Linked DNA regions of Urocitellus parryii: region 1 is linked to region 2. Evidence: chromatin contacts called from public Hi-C data. All regions are on one chromosome and are shown on one strand. The core of a region is the stretch at or near the end of the contact, and the rest is flanking DNA. Distances in the headings are between cores, read along the strand shown. Region 1 holds the start of Tvp23c (trans-golgi network vesicle protein 23 homolog C). Region 2 holds the start of Znf624 (zinc finger protein 624).

Evidence for each region. A called contact is a pair of places that touch in the nucleus more often than the background predicts.
Region 1: a contact with region 2 is called in a Hi-C map of muscle, with 6 times the contacts expected there. The contact joins the promoter of Tvp23c here to the promoter of Znf624 in region 2. A contact is called at or near these places in 2 of 2 Hi-C or Micro-C datasets (liver and muscle).

What each region holds. Positions count from the first base shown.
Region 1 is chr7:122,682,272-122,689,152 of mUroPar1.hap1, forward strand. Tvp23c (trans-golgi network vesicle protein 23 homolog C) reads left to right here and starts at 4,154. Exons shown (of 7, transcript XM_026409422.2): 1 at 4,154-4,289. The coding sequence starts at 4,278. It overlaps Fbxw10b (F-box and WD repeat domain containing 10B), which reads left to right. Exons shown (of 12, transcript XM_077800944.1): 12 at 1,126-1,946. The coding sequence ends at 1,946.
Region 2 is chr7:122,545,072-122,552,643 of mUroPar1.hap1, forward strand. Znf624 (zinc finger protein 624) reads right to left here and starts at 4,325. Exons shown (of 6, transcript XM_026409424.2): 1 at 4,245-4,325. It also overlaps the pseudogene LOC113197186.

The sequences.
Region 1 (6,881 bases), core at 2,904-5,403, 140 kb after region 2:
ATGTATTGACTTTGAAAGAGATCCACCATGTATTATTATGTGAAAAAAGATGAGTTAATGAACAATGAACTTACCATCATCCCTGTTTTATAAAAGGAGAAAAATTCAGTTTCATATGTTTTAAATAAAAATTGCTTAATTAACAAAGTAAAGATCAGGGAACAATCCTGAAGTTTCATTCCATCTTAATCTGTGTACTTGAGGATAAAACCTGTTTGACCAAGGTAACTATATGCATAGTACATGGTTACATTTTATGTGCTAGTGTAGTTTGGGGTTTAGAGCTTTTTCCTTGGTAGCTGCCAGATTAGACAAATAATTTCTATTTTTTAATTTCTATTTTTTTAAAAATTGAGAATGAGGATATTTCCAGTGTTTCTGTGAGGTATTATAGGGAATGAAAAGCCCACATGGGAGATACAATAGGTTTGTTCATCTGTGAAGACATATTTGGTAATTTAGTGGTTTTAGACATTTGGAGATCTTGACACTAAAGTGATATACTGGAAGCATTCTGTTGCTCTAGCCACTGGCTTTTGAACCTGCTGTTATTGTTTGGAAATTTTGGGGAACTTCTCTTTAAGAGCCTGTTTTTATCACTTTGTGATGTTTTGCATTAACCAGGAGTGACATATTCTTTGAAGGCAGGTCTGATTTTAGGAAAAATTCAAATCAATTGGAATCAAATCTGATTAATAAGGTAGAGATCAAAGTTGGCAATACAATCATTGTTGAAAAACATTAGACACATTATTATAAATTTATGTGATCTGTTTTGTGGGAATTATAAAAGAGAAACTTCCCCATAAGAAAATTTTGAAAAGGTGTGGAACAGTGCAATCACATTTGTTGCCTTCAAAATATGCACATCCAGAAGCTAATATACACTTTATACAAGCATTGGCATATTCATTAAGAACTCATTTTGTTACATGATATCTGGTGTCATCATTTCTGATATCATCATATCATCAGGGACAATTGTCTAAATGATGACATGCCTGTTGGGCAATAAGACCTCAGTGTTGTAGTAATTAGAATGGTTTTCACTTTCTTGTACAAATACTTAATTTTTTCATGGAATGCTGTTTTTGCTTTTGTTTCCCATTTTTCCTTTTGTAAAAGATGATGTGGAAAAGGTACAAGAACAGGGAAAACTGGAAACTCGTGGAGAATTGATGAGTCGCTTGAAGTCAAAGTCCTGGAAAACCCCTATTTCACCTGACCGGTTCCTCCTGACTGTCAGTGCTCTACAAAGAGCCCATAATTCTGGGGAATTTGCCTATCCCCATAGGCCCCAAACCCAAGTCCTTAGTGCCTGGGGACCTTCAATTTCATATCCAAGGAAGGTCCTGAATTTCAAAGGAAAATCAATCCAACATGCAGTTGATCGCTTGAGAATCAACAATCATCCCATAGATGTGAAACAAACTAGTACTCCCTTTGAAGTCCAGAAACTGCAGCCCAACTTGAAGAAATCTTTGCATAGTCCCAGAGTCCTGTCCACCGTACCCCAGCCCATGATTATCCGCTCTAGGTTTTCTGACAGATTAAAGAGTGAAGATCAAATAACCAGTTCAATTGAAGGGGCAGTGCCCAGTATGGGGCCCCTGACCAGCACGCAGGTCATTAAGCCAAATCATCTGCTGGCTTCCCGACTGGGCACAGCTACCCTGTCTCTCCAGAGAGAAAGGCCTCGCTTCTACACAACCCTGGATCCCCTTCGAATGAACACTGAATTCATGCTGTTGACGGTAAAAGAGGAAAAAGAGTATGGGGAAGCCATGATGAAGGAATATCAGGCCAGCGAACCCACAAGAGTAGATGATCCAGGAAAATCCAGGAAAGCTGCATGGATCCGGAAGGTCAAAGGTTTGCCCATTGATAATTTCATGAAGCCAGGGAAAACAGCAGCCCCTGAACTTGGACAAAATATGTTTATCTAAACCAACCTCAGGAAATTACAATGTCTTAAAGAAACAGAAAACTAGGTAGGTTTGGGTAGTTTTTTTTTTTTTTTTTAATTCCCTGGCAAGTAATGTGAAAGCTCCTAATTATCTTCTTGTGATCAAAGGATTGCTAAAACAGTAAGAACACAGAAGGACTGGCAGATATTGGCATCTGCATTCCCACTGGAAACCACTTTGCGAGACTTAGGGAAGTCCAATGTCATCGAGTGGGGTAGAGAGGTGATCACTGGAAATGAGATATACTCATTACTACCAATTTCATGCTATGATTCTTCCTATCAAATGAAATGATGGTGAGGTAAGGAAAGAGGCAGAGTAGGAAAATGGTAAGAGTCAGTCAGAGGATGGACGCCAGGACCACCGTTTGAGTTATGTTTCATCACTTGATGTGCTCTAGCAAGTCAAACAACATCTGTTTTCCAAACGGAACAAAAGGCTCCATTCTTACAAAAATGACAACTATGCAATTCAGCCTGAGCATGCACATATGACAAAATCTCAAGGACAGGTTACAGGGGGCCAGTCAACTTCTTCTCAGGTGCCTTTAAAAGAAGGGATGTCAAGAGACCATGGAGGCACTCTTGCTCCTCCCATACTCTGTTGGGAACTTTCTTACACTTCTGAACCATAACCTCTTTAATAAATTTCTGCTTATCTTGGGATTCATGGTGTTCATTCTTTGACTCTGTGGAACATGGACCCAATCTGGATTTCTACCTTGTGTAACAATAGAATTTATCAGGATAATATATTGAAATTTATTGGCATTTTTTTAATGAAAGTCCAATGAATCTCAAGAATCTAAAAGAGGTAAACGTTCACCAATTTGACATTTGCATGCCTTTCCTTCTCAGAATTCTTTCAGAAGAAAATTAAGCATACATCCTTTGTACAAAGGGAGTCTTTAATATGAAGTGTGTTCAGGTTTCTACTTAAAACTTTGGAGGGTGGTGTCAGGGATCAGGGAAATAACTTAGAGGAGTGCAGCCCTCAAGGGTTGGGAGTAATGGCCCACTGGAGAGCTCAAATCCTGTACATATGGGACAGTTCCTACTCAGTGGCTCAGCATGGCCACATCTTTTGCTTCTTCAAGAAAAGTCAGAAATTCAAGTATTTTTTTCTGTCAAATGCCCTTTTTTTTTTAAAATGATGGTAATAAATTCAAATAGTATGCATAACAAAAGTAAAAATGACAAAGACAACTTCACAAAACCCCACAATTTTGAGGCACCAAAAACATGTCCATGGAGGGCTAGATACACACAGGTCATCTATCCACCTTTATGTGCAAGCATGCAGTTGCTTTGTCAAGCTTTCTCTCCTTGGGAAATAGGTGTGCATGGGGGTGGGGGGTAGGTGTCTTCACATTCAGATATTAGGTTTGAAATAGCACTACAAATAACTTTGTAAACATTTATGGTTTTAATGAAAAGAAGTCCCTCAAGTTCATCTGAGAATATACATTACCTCATGAACTTTCCAACATCAGTCTGACTTATGCCCGACAAAAGAATGCCATCATTCTAGTTTCAAAATTGACTTTTTTAAGGCCCCTGAACTTTAGGTCCAGGCAAGATCATTCCATCAATGGCTGGACTTAAAACACTAACCCTCTCCTATTCACTAAATACCCGGTAAGGATGCTATCGTCACTTCCACTTTAAGATCAAGGAAAAAAGTACAGAGAGGTTGATTATTTAATTGGTAATAAGGGCAGGAGGCTGAAATCCAGGCGCCCAAACGCCAGGTCGCACGTCGTCCTCAACCGTCATCAGGTTATTTCCATTGATTTGATTAACTTTTTATCCCTTCCCAAGGCCACCTTTACTTTTCCAATTGCTTCTAAAATTCAAAGCCCAAAAGTAATACTATTCAGAAATACAGGTCACTGTCAAATATTCCAACGAAGTTAAATGCCATGGAATAAAACCCGGCCCTCTGCATTCAGGGCATCGCCGCGAAACACGTTTCCCTTTAAGAAACCACGCAACTTTTCCTTAGCGCCAACTGTGGTAACGGGCTTCTTTCCCAGCGGGTTTTTGCTTCTACTCGGACCAGAACCCACCAGCATTTCTCGCCCTGCCCCGGATCGCCCCGCCCCGGAATAACCCCTTGCACCTCCCCTCCCGGTGTTGCTCCTCCCGCGAGACTCCTAGAAGCGGAAGTGTATCCGGGAAGCCAAGTCCGGCTAGGGCTGTACATGGGCCCCTCCCGGATTGTAGGGAAGAGGCCACGTAAGTTGCAGATCGGACTTGACAGCTGGTACGCTGACGTGGTTCCCGGAAGTGGGGTTGGCGCACGGTCGCCATGTTGTCTCAGGTGAGGGGCTGTGGGCGCGGAGAGCGGGTGGCCGAGGCTTGGCGGGTGGGGGGGTCCCTCCTGGAGGGTTTGTGGAGTGAGCCGGGCGCACAGGGGCGGTTGTGTTTGTATCCCCTCCGGCTGTCCGTCTTGAGGAAGAGCGGGGTGGGTGGGAGGGAATGGAGGACCGAGGGTAATTGTCCCGGAGTGTTCTGGGTGCTCGGAAGCCCTCGTAGAAGAAGTGACCCAGGAGTCGCCGAGCTCGGGAAGATTGGGGGTGTGGAGAGGAGAAGCCGGTCCTCAACCAACGCCCGGCGCTGGGCGGTTCCGATGCTAGGCTGCAGAAATGCTCTGTATGGTGGGGTGCGGGTGGTCTTTTTCCTCGGCCCTTCGTCGTGCACGCGAGGAGGTGAAAGGGGAGCGGCCTCCGGGCACCTCTTCAGTTCCCTTGTGACCTTCCCTGTAGGGGTGCCCTGCAATCCTGTAGGAATAGGAGCCGCTGGCAGAGCCTTGCGTTCAGGTAGCTGTTACCACATTAATATTGACTATCGCGTTTGTGCCCTTAAAATGTAATTGTGGTCCAGAGGTTTTCGACTGGAGATTAATAAGTGTAATTTAATAATGTCCCCCTTTAAAAAATTACTGTTTATAGGGTACTTCCATTTAGATTATATTAGTTTTTTTTTCTTTTGTTTCACAATTTACCGAGGAATTGTAGCTTAGGCACTGTTCTGGGTTCCAGGGATAGGGATGTGAAAAGTGTAGATAGGTTTCTTTTCCTGCATTGTCAGGTTCGGGTGGGTGGATTCAAGGAAATGAGGCATAAAGCAGGTAGGGAGGGGAGATGTGATAAGTAAAATAACCTAAGTTACTTTCAGATTATAATAGCAAAGTCGAGGTGATGAAATAGCGTGTATCTGAAGTTAGGATAACTAGGATTTATGGTCAGAAAAGACTACTACAGGGTGACTTGAGAAAATCCAGTGGTGATTTAAATTCAGCTCTGTAAATTTGCACCCAGGCTAATGAGGCTGAAGAAATAGACAAAACTATGTCAGTTGTTTCTACTTTATAAGTTTGTGATTGTGAACCTCAAATTAGTCTTTCATGCTGCCAGACAACCCTGCATTCTGTGCCAGCAACCTCCTTCTTTTGCAACTTGTGCACTAAAACTTTTCTCGGTCCTTCAACATTTCCTCCCTTGTCTTCTCTCAGCTGGTAATCTTGCTTCTTGTTTCACTGAGAAATGGAAGTAATTACAAAAGAATTTTCATACCACCTGCCTACCTATTTGCATTTTTACCCATAATTGCACTTGTATTTTATAATTGAACTGTCTGTGCTTTATTTTTGACCATCCCCTTCTGCCCATTGCAAAGCATTGTTGCAGCAGTTCTTTTATCTTGCATTGCCAGTCCCCTCCCCTCACCCTCAAATTGATAAGCTAGTTCACATTTGCATGTAAACATGCTTTAATTTCTCCTGTCTTCAACAATAAAAACTTATGCCCACATAGCCTTTCAACTGTCACCCCATTCTGTCAGTTCTAGTCAGCTTTTCGACCCCTTCCCCGTCTGTTCTGAAACTGATCTTATTGAGGTCAACTGTTCAAAATATAGTAGTCACTTTGGTTTTCATTTTACTTGTTAAGAACATCTGACAAAATTGAATTCTCCTGGAAACACTTCCTGGGCCTTCCAGATCATTACCTTCTCTTGGGTTACCCACCACTCTTTTTAGTACTACTCCTTAGTTCCCACTGTTTATTCTCACATTTTTTACTCAAAATATTGGAGTGTCCAGAGTCTATATTTGGCATCTCCTTTTAACTATTCAGACAAAAACTTTGGAATCTTCCTTGACATTTTACCTATATTAACTCCATATTTAGCCCATCAGGTAATCCTGTCAGTTCTTAAGTATTTGGAATCTGCCCACTTTTCACCATCTCCACAGCATTTACCCTGGAACAGCCCCTTACTTCTTGGCTTCATTTTTTGAGTAGGCTCCCAACCAGTTTTCTAGTTTTATGCTTTTATTTCTTCCCCTACCCTCTTTACCCTCCAGATTCTTCATACAGCAGCAGGAATTTTCTTAGGAGTCTGAATGTGTTAGTCCATTGCTCATAATACTAAAGGTTACCCCTCTCAAATTTTTTTATATAGTTCTTATACTCATATCTTAATGTGCTGAAAATCAGACTTTTTAATTTACCCCCAAATCTGTTATACACATGTTTTTTTTACTATAGTAAATATAACTTGAGAATGCAGAACTAATAACTGCAAGATGGAGAGGAGGTGGGGAAGGGAAGCGCTTTTGAGTAGAAAAAAATGAAAATATGAAAGAAAGGTAGGAGAGACCATATAGTAAATGTATTGCTGCAGGATCTAGTGGGAGAGAGTGTTGGAAGATTAGTAGGAGATCATGTGATGTGTGCTTTATGTGAAGAAGTTATTTTATCCTGTATGTGGAGGGGCACAATTGAAAAGTTTTAGCAGGGTAGTGACATGATATGATTTCCATGGTGGATGATTGCTCTGTGGGTTATGTGGAGAAGAGACTAGAATGGAGTAGTGGGAATGAGACTAGAAATAAAGGCAGGGAGGCTGG
Region 2 (7,572 bases), core at 3,075-5,574:
CATGATAATCTTAAGGGCATAGGAGAGCAACCCCCACAATCCACAAAGGACAAAGATCTTGAGATCTTAATACTATTGAGTGCAGTCATAGCTAGCAGATCAAATATTGTACAAGGAACTTTAAATCTTCACATCAAACCCATAGTGTGTGTGTGTGTGTGTGTGTGTGTGTGTGTGTGTATATTTTTTTTTCATAGATGAGGAAACTGAGGCCTAGAAAATACAAACTACATTTAATTTAATTCCCAAATCCACATTTTTCTACTAAATCAACTTGCACTGTAAAGTCACAAAAAAAAGTGCAATCATTCTTTGCCACAATCACCTACTCATTTTAACAATGAAATATTTTAAGAATCTCTTTTTCTGACCTTTTCTGGAAGAGTCAATTTCCTAAAATTTGCAGAGACCTCAGAGTCATGTAAAAAGTAGTATAACTTCAAAATTTAAATATTAAAAACTTTGACTTGCCCCCTCTCCATCTCATACTCAAATAAATTTTATCTGCCCTTTCTATATCAGGCAAACTCAAATGAAAAGGAAACAGGAATAATGATAATGGAAGAGAAAGTGTAATTCAATATACAAAGCCTTAAGCAATAGTACTTTTATACTGGGAAAAAATTTTGCCTAGTAAAGATTTTACACTGTGGAGAAGTAACGGGGCAGAGGCTTTATTTAGGTGTGCCTGGCACTGATTCTGCTTTCCCACTTTTAGAAGAAACTCAATAGAATACATTCTCTAACTATGGTACAGTAGAATTACAAATGTAAACGAAAGTCTGAAGTGGAAAAAACTTGTCACTTGAAAATTAAAAGTAGCACCTTAGTAGAAACAAAGAAAAAATGTCATTGCTGGTGAGTTAGCAAAATGAGGGTATTAAAGATGAAATATGCCAGATATCTGCCAAAGTTATAAAGAAATTCAATTCATGGCCCTAAATATTTCCAATAACATTTTTAAAAAAGAATGAACAGAGTAAGCATCCAACTAAAGAAGAACAATAACAAATAAGCAATAAATAAAGAGGAAGAAATATTAAAAGAAGAAACTAATGAATAAGAAAACAAACATCTGAAAAAGCCAGTAGCTAATTCTCCAAGTAATAAAATATATGTCACTGGTTGGTCAAAGGAAGTAAGAAAACAAAGTCAATAAACCAAAAATAGAAACGGGAAAGTAGTTATAGCAAGCACTTTAAATTGTTTACCAGTAAAAATAAAATTTTCCAAAGAAAATTTTCCAAATTTATTTTCAAAAATTTCTTAAAACAGAAAGGGCAAGAACCCTAAGTAGCCAATACAGAAAATGCAGCAAAGATGGCTAGTTGCGTGGCAACATCCAGTCCACCTTTCGATCTGGCAAAAACTTGAACTCTTAGGTAGCAACGAGCAACCCAGCTAAAGACATTTCCCAGCCTCCCTTGAGCCAGGTGTGGATGTCAATAAATTATGGCAAAAGGGATCTGAATAAAAGATGCATTCAACTTTCAGGTCACATTTTTAAAAGGGAGCTACTTGCCTTCCACTTCTTACTTTCCCTTATCCACTGGTGACACTAAAAGAATGAACCAGCTTCTATCACAGAAAGGACAATGCCCCCTGGACAATCTGGAGCAAAAAGGAACCTGGGTTACTAGATGATCTAAAAATCAGAGTTGCCTACTCCCACCTACTTCATCACTACTTGCCAACTATCAATTCAGATTATTGTAATGAGAAATAAGCTATCTTTCTTGTTGGAACCACTACTATATGGACTCTGTTAAAGCTGCTGAATTAATTTCTAACATAGTGAAATACATTTAAAAAGTCTAAACTTATCAGGGAAATATCAAGGAGCAGAGTTTAGTTAAACAGAAAATATTTGAACATCTTAGGAATGTACAGTAGTCTGCTTCATGATATTGGGTTTCACAAGGCACAATAAAATTTTTGATATGAAGAAAAAATTAAGAAGTTGATAGAAGAAAAACACTGCAGTGTGGAGATAAGCCCAGGGTTAAAAAAAAAAAAAAAAGTCATCTGGGGGATTCCCACAGAGTCTCAAGGTTACCAACAAAATGGTATTCCCTTATACCAATATTCTCTAGATTTAAGGTTTTTGATCCCTTTGGAAAGTTAATGAATATTATCAATCTTCTCCCAGAAGACTCCCACATAGAATAAGGAGGGTGATAAATCTTATGATGCTTATTAAGAAGGAAATATTGCCTGGCATAGTGGCACATGCCTGTAATCCCAGCAACTCGGGAGGCTGAGTCAGGAGGATCTTGAGTTCAAAGCCAGACTTCACAAAAGTGAGGCACTTAGCAACTCACTGAGACCCTGTCTCTAAATAAAATACAAAATAGAGTTGGGGATGTGGCTTAGTGGTTGAGTACCCCACCCCCAAATAAAAGGAAATTCCTTGGTTCCATCCAAGATACAAATAAGGATCTCTACCTCATGTGACAGGCACAAAAATCTACACTTTTAACAAGTACCTCAGGTTCTTACCTTAAGAAATATTATCTTGAGGCCAATTTCTGAACCTCAAATTAAAAACTCTTTACACACTTCAAAATCCAAGTGAAATGTGTTTTACCAAGAGGCAAGGTCAATATGTTTTACTCTAGAGCACAGGCAAGGTGTGGTGTTGCAGGAGTTACCTGGGCTGAGTTTCTGCATCAATCAAGGTGTTTCTTATTATACTACATAACACCGGTACAACCTAACTTCTGAAGAAGAGGTTACAGACCCATTTGAGAATCTGACCTTGTCTCAGAATAATGCACATGCATATATGATGTTGCATGGTATTTCAGGGTACATGAAGATTGACTGTTCCCCACAAGCCTATTCACTGACCTCCAAGTGAAGAGGCTCAGTTTTACAAGGCTGCAAAGAAAAAAGTGAGCTAAGACAAATAATCAACATAAATTATTTTTTCTCTAAACACTAAAGCAGACCTACAAAGACTAGGTAGTGGTTTTATCAAGAATAACCTGAGCCATTATTTATTGTTTAAATTGGTAAAGATTTATCAACTCCTCTGCCATATGTCACATAGATTATGCTAGTAAAGTATATTTATCCAAACTGTAAAATAGACATCTTTTGTAATCAGAATAAATGATGATATTTATGACTGAATATATTCAGCTTTATCTTAATCATGCAAACATATGCATAACAAAAAAACATAATAAACAAAACAGAGAGACCCAAGACCTCTGATATGTGGGGCCTCAATATTTACCTATTTTTCTATACTTTCCAAGTAGACAATATAACCTATCTATATTTAAGTGGGATTTAAGTATGGAATAAAATCCCAAGGTAGCTGTCCATACCTCAGGTTTTAACCTTGATTTGGCTAACTTAGCAATGTGACATAAGCAAGTCAATGAGCACAATGAATTAGTTATTTGAAGATAACCACGTTACATGTTTGTACTTTTGACATCATGCAGAAGCTGTCTAGACCTATTATTTCCCCAGAATCATCATTTCCTTCACATTTTCTTTTTCCTGGTTGTTTTGATTGCACCCAAGCGCTGTCTTTCTGAGCACTGCAGAATTATCAAGAGACTTTAGGAGAAACTTCCCTTGCTGTGATTCTTAAGCCAGTGTAGGTACTTTTTCAAAATAATAATAATAAAGTTTCCACATTCTTACTGAGAACTTCAGCGTCCCCGACTATTCCAGCATTTCCCAAAAACATACGCCCGCAAAGAAAAGCTGCCACGGTTAACTGGCGAGCACAGCACAGGTCACCAATGTGAAACCCTGCTCCACCTCGGCCAGTTCGGAAGCCAGGGCGGAAGTCCTCTGACCCGTCTCGCCCTCTTAATTGCCCTTCTCGGCCATTCCGGGGTCCCGCTCCTCACAGAAGCAAAGATACGGGCCTGGGAAGACCGTTGGGCGCGGGCAGGGGCCGGTCATCCTCGTGGAACCGCAGCGCGAGCCCTGCGCCGGGGATCATAACCCCTTGTGGCGAGGCCCTGCCAAGTCCGCGGGGAACGTTCCCCGAGTCTGACCCGCGAAGAGACCATAGGTCGTGCGGACAGCCCTACGATAGGGCCGGGTGAGACCGGGCCCACCCCCGGGCAGGAGGCCCAGCCCCAAACGTCTCTCCGCGGGGTGGGAGGGCCCCAGTCTGGGGCTGGGGAGGAAGCGGCCACGCCCCGGACGCTGCGGGGACCCAAGCGCCAGGGGAGGGGCGGCGTCAGTCGGGGCCTGACGCCCCGGGCAGTGAGTACCTGGCGGCCGCAATGAGCACAACTGAGGGCTCTCGCAGAGCAGGGTGGGAACGCGTCCAGCAATGGCGCCCGCTCGACTGGGTCGGCCTCCAGGCAGGCCAGTGCGCCTGCGCAGCCGGGACGCTGGAACTACAGTGCCCAGAATCCTCAGCGCCGGAGCAGTGCCCAGTACCCTCTCGGTCCCTTCTTCTGCGTTTATGAAGGATTTATTTACTGATGCTTTGGGTGACCTAAAAAAAAAAAAAAAAAAAAAAAACTCCATCAGGTTGAGAACACATATGTTGAGGGGCCATGAGTGTAATAAGCGCTAGTACTAGACATTACTAACTCAGACTGATGACAGGACCCTGGCCATAGAACAAGGCATCCTATAAACTTAGTTCAAAACCTCAGGCGCCTGTAGAGTTGATAGATTTGTGTCCAAGCTTTTGCTCTTTTTCCATTCAAGTTCTTGACCAGGAAAAAAAAAAAAAGTCGATAATGCCCTCATTATAATTTTGGGTCTTTGAGGACATGTACAAGAGGGAATACTCAGCTGCTAAATCCAAGGTTGAGAAGAAGGAGAAGTTTCTTGCTACTGTTGCAAAACCTGTCGGTGGTGACAAGAATGGAGGTACCAGGGTGGTTAAGCTTCGCAAAATGCCTAGATACTACCCGACTGAAGATGTGCTGCGAAAGCTGTTTAGCCACGGCAAGAAACCTTTCAGTCAGCACGTGAGAAAGCTGCGAGCCAGCATCACTCCTGGGACCATCCTGATCATCCTCACTGGACGCCACAGAGAGTGGTTTTTTCTGAAGCAGCTGAGCAGTGGCTTGCTACTTGTGACAGGACCTCTTTTCCTCAATCGAGTTCCTCTGCGTGGAACACACCAGATATTTGTTACCACTCCCTCCGCAAAGATTGATATCAGCAATGTGAAAATCCCAAAACACCTCACTGATGCTTATTTCAAGAAGCAGCAGTTGAGGAAGTCCAGACATCAGGAAGGTGAAATCTTCAACACAGAGAAAGAGAAATACGAGATCATAGAGCAGTGCAAGTTTGATCAGAAAGCTGTGGCTTCACAAATTTTACCCTAAATCAAAGCTATCCCTCAGCCCCAGGGCTCCGTTTTATCCTCACAAACTGGTGTTCTAATTTCTTACCAAGAACCTAACTAAATAACTGATACATTAAAAAAAACAACAACAACAACAACAATCATTTGGGGTCTTTGAATCATAGTTTCCTTTTTCAGTTCATCTAAATAATAATTATAGTAATAATAAGTCATGATTTCCCTGGCCCCAATTCCATGACTTCAATGTCCAAAACCATATTCTCCATGGATGGTCAAACAGAACCCTTAAGGACACCACAGCTGCTTCCTCAATAATGGGACTATTTCCTCTCTAACCCATTCCTACTCCTGTGTGTGTTGGATTCCATAAGACCTCTTTCTTCTGCTTTGTGTACAATGCCTAAGCATGGTCAGCCCTTCCAGATGAGGATCTTCAGGGAAATGTGAATCTCAGTAAAACTGAACATTGCAAAAAACAAAACAAAACAAAAACTGGATTCTGCATGAGTTCAAAGAAAAAAGGATCCTGTGGATACCTTTATAGAAATTATCAAAGGGGAAATGCAAGTGGAAAATTGAACTTCTGGACATCACAAGTACAACATCAAAACTTAAATTAGACTGAATTTAAAGCAATTGAGATATTGCAAAAGAAAAGATTAGTGAAATGAAAGACATACTAATAAAAACAGCACCAAAAAAAAAAAAACAGAGGAAAAAGATGGAAAAAAGAACAAAGATATTCCTTGTTAAAAAAAAAATCTATCAGGAGACAGTGAAAAACACATTTAAAGCACTGAAAGAAAACTATCAGCCTGGAAATGTATACCCATCAAAATATTTTTCATAAATAAAGGTGACCTTGAAGTGGAATAGATGGAGTAAACACACACCGTTCCGTACACCTTCCACTTAGTAAAGCTAAAAACTCTGTAAAACAAAGATAAGTTGAACAGAAGGCAGTCCAACTAGGGATTTTGTAAGCACAGGAAAAACATGGTGAGTTTCCTGGTTTTTTTGTTTGTGTTTTCATTATATCTCCTGGCCTGATCCTGAAAAAACTGGCAACCTGAATTGTCAATGGGTTCTGGCAAAGAAAAAAAAAAGAATAAAGAAAGAAAAAAAGAAAAACAAGGAAGAAAGAAAGAAAGATCTGCTTTCTCTGGTGAAAGGACTGAGAAAAGGGCAATCTCACATGATAGAAAACCTAAACAATACCCACTCTGCTGCAACCAAATATCACAGACAAAAATGGTGGTTGTTTTAGTCAGTGGTTGTTTTTGCCACTGTCATTAAAGGACCCAACCAGCACAATTACAGAGGAGGAAATTTTTATTTGAGGGCTCACAGTTTCAGAGGTCTTATTCCAGAGAAGGCTGGCTCCACTCCGCGGGGGGGGGGGGGCACAATATCATGGTGGAAGAATTTCAAAGAGGGAAGCAGCTCACATGGCAATCAGAAACGAGGGAGAGAGAGAGAGAGAGAGAGAGAGAGAGAGAGAGAGAGAGAGAGAGAATATCTCCACTTGCCAAATATATAACCCAAAGCCAAGCCCCAATTCCCACCTCTTCTAGCCATTCCTTACCACTTCAGTTACCACTCAGTTAATCCCCATCAGGGGATTAATTCACTGGATGGGTTAAGACTCTTACAACCCAATCGTTTCTGCTCTGAACCTTCTTGCAGTGAAACTGGGAAGAATTTACACCACGTGAGCCTTTGGGGGACACCTCACAACCAAAACAATAACTGTGGTCCCACTACATTCTCATTAGCAAAGACTGGGGTGGGGAACCCAGACTTCCAACCTCACTTAACCTTAATAATTGCCCTCATTGCTCCTGCAAGGGTGAATACAGACAAGGTAGTGTGGGGAGCTAGGATTTTGTTTCACACTTGGTAGTATTTAACCTCCCCACACACTGTCAGTTGAGGCCATCCGGGAAACCGTAATAAAGTTCTCCTTCCCTCCCAGCCAATATGCTATCAATGGTGGTCTAGTGGACAGCCTGAAATGCAACCCCTGCCCTACCACTAACAAGAATCTCTCACTCCTCAGATATGTCTAAACAGAGGTTGGGTGTAAAATGTGGACTTCCACCCACAACAGCAATAACCAGTTGGAGACCTTCTTACCCCTTCTCTGATGTCAAAAGAAGAATACTAAAATACAAGAAATAATTAAGATCTATGGTATCACTGGATTTGATCCTCAGCACACCATAAAAATAAATAAAGGTATTAAAAAATACAATAACATTTAAAAA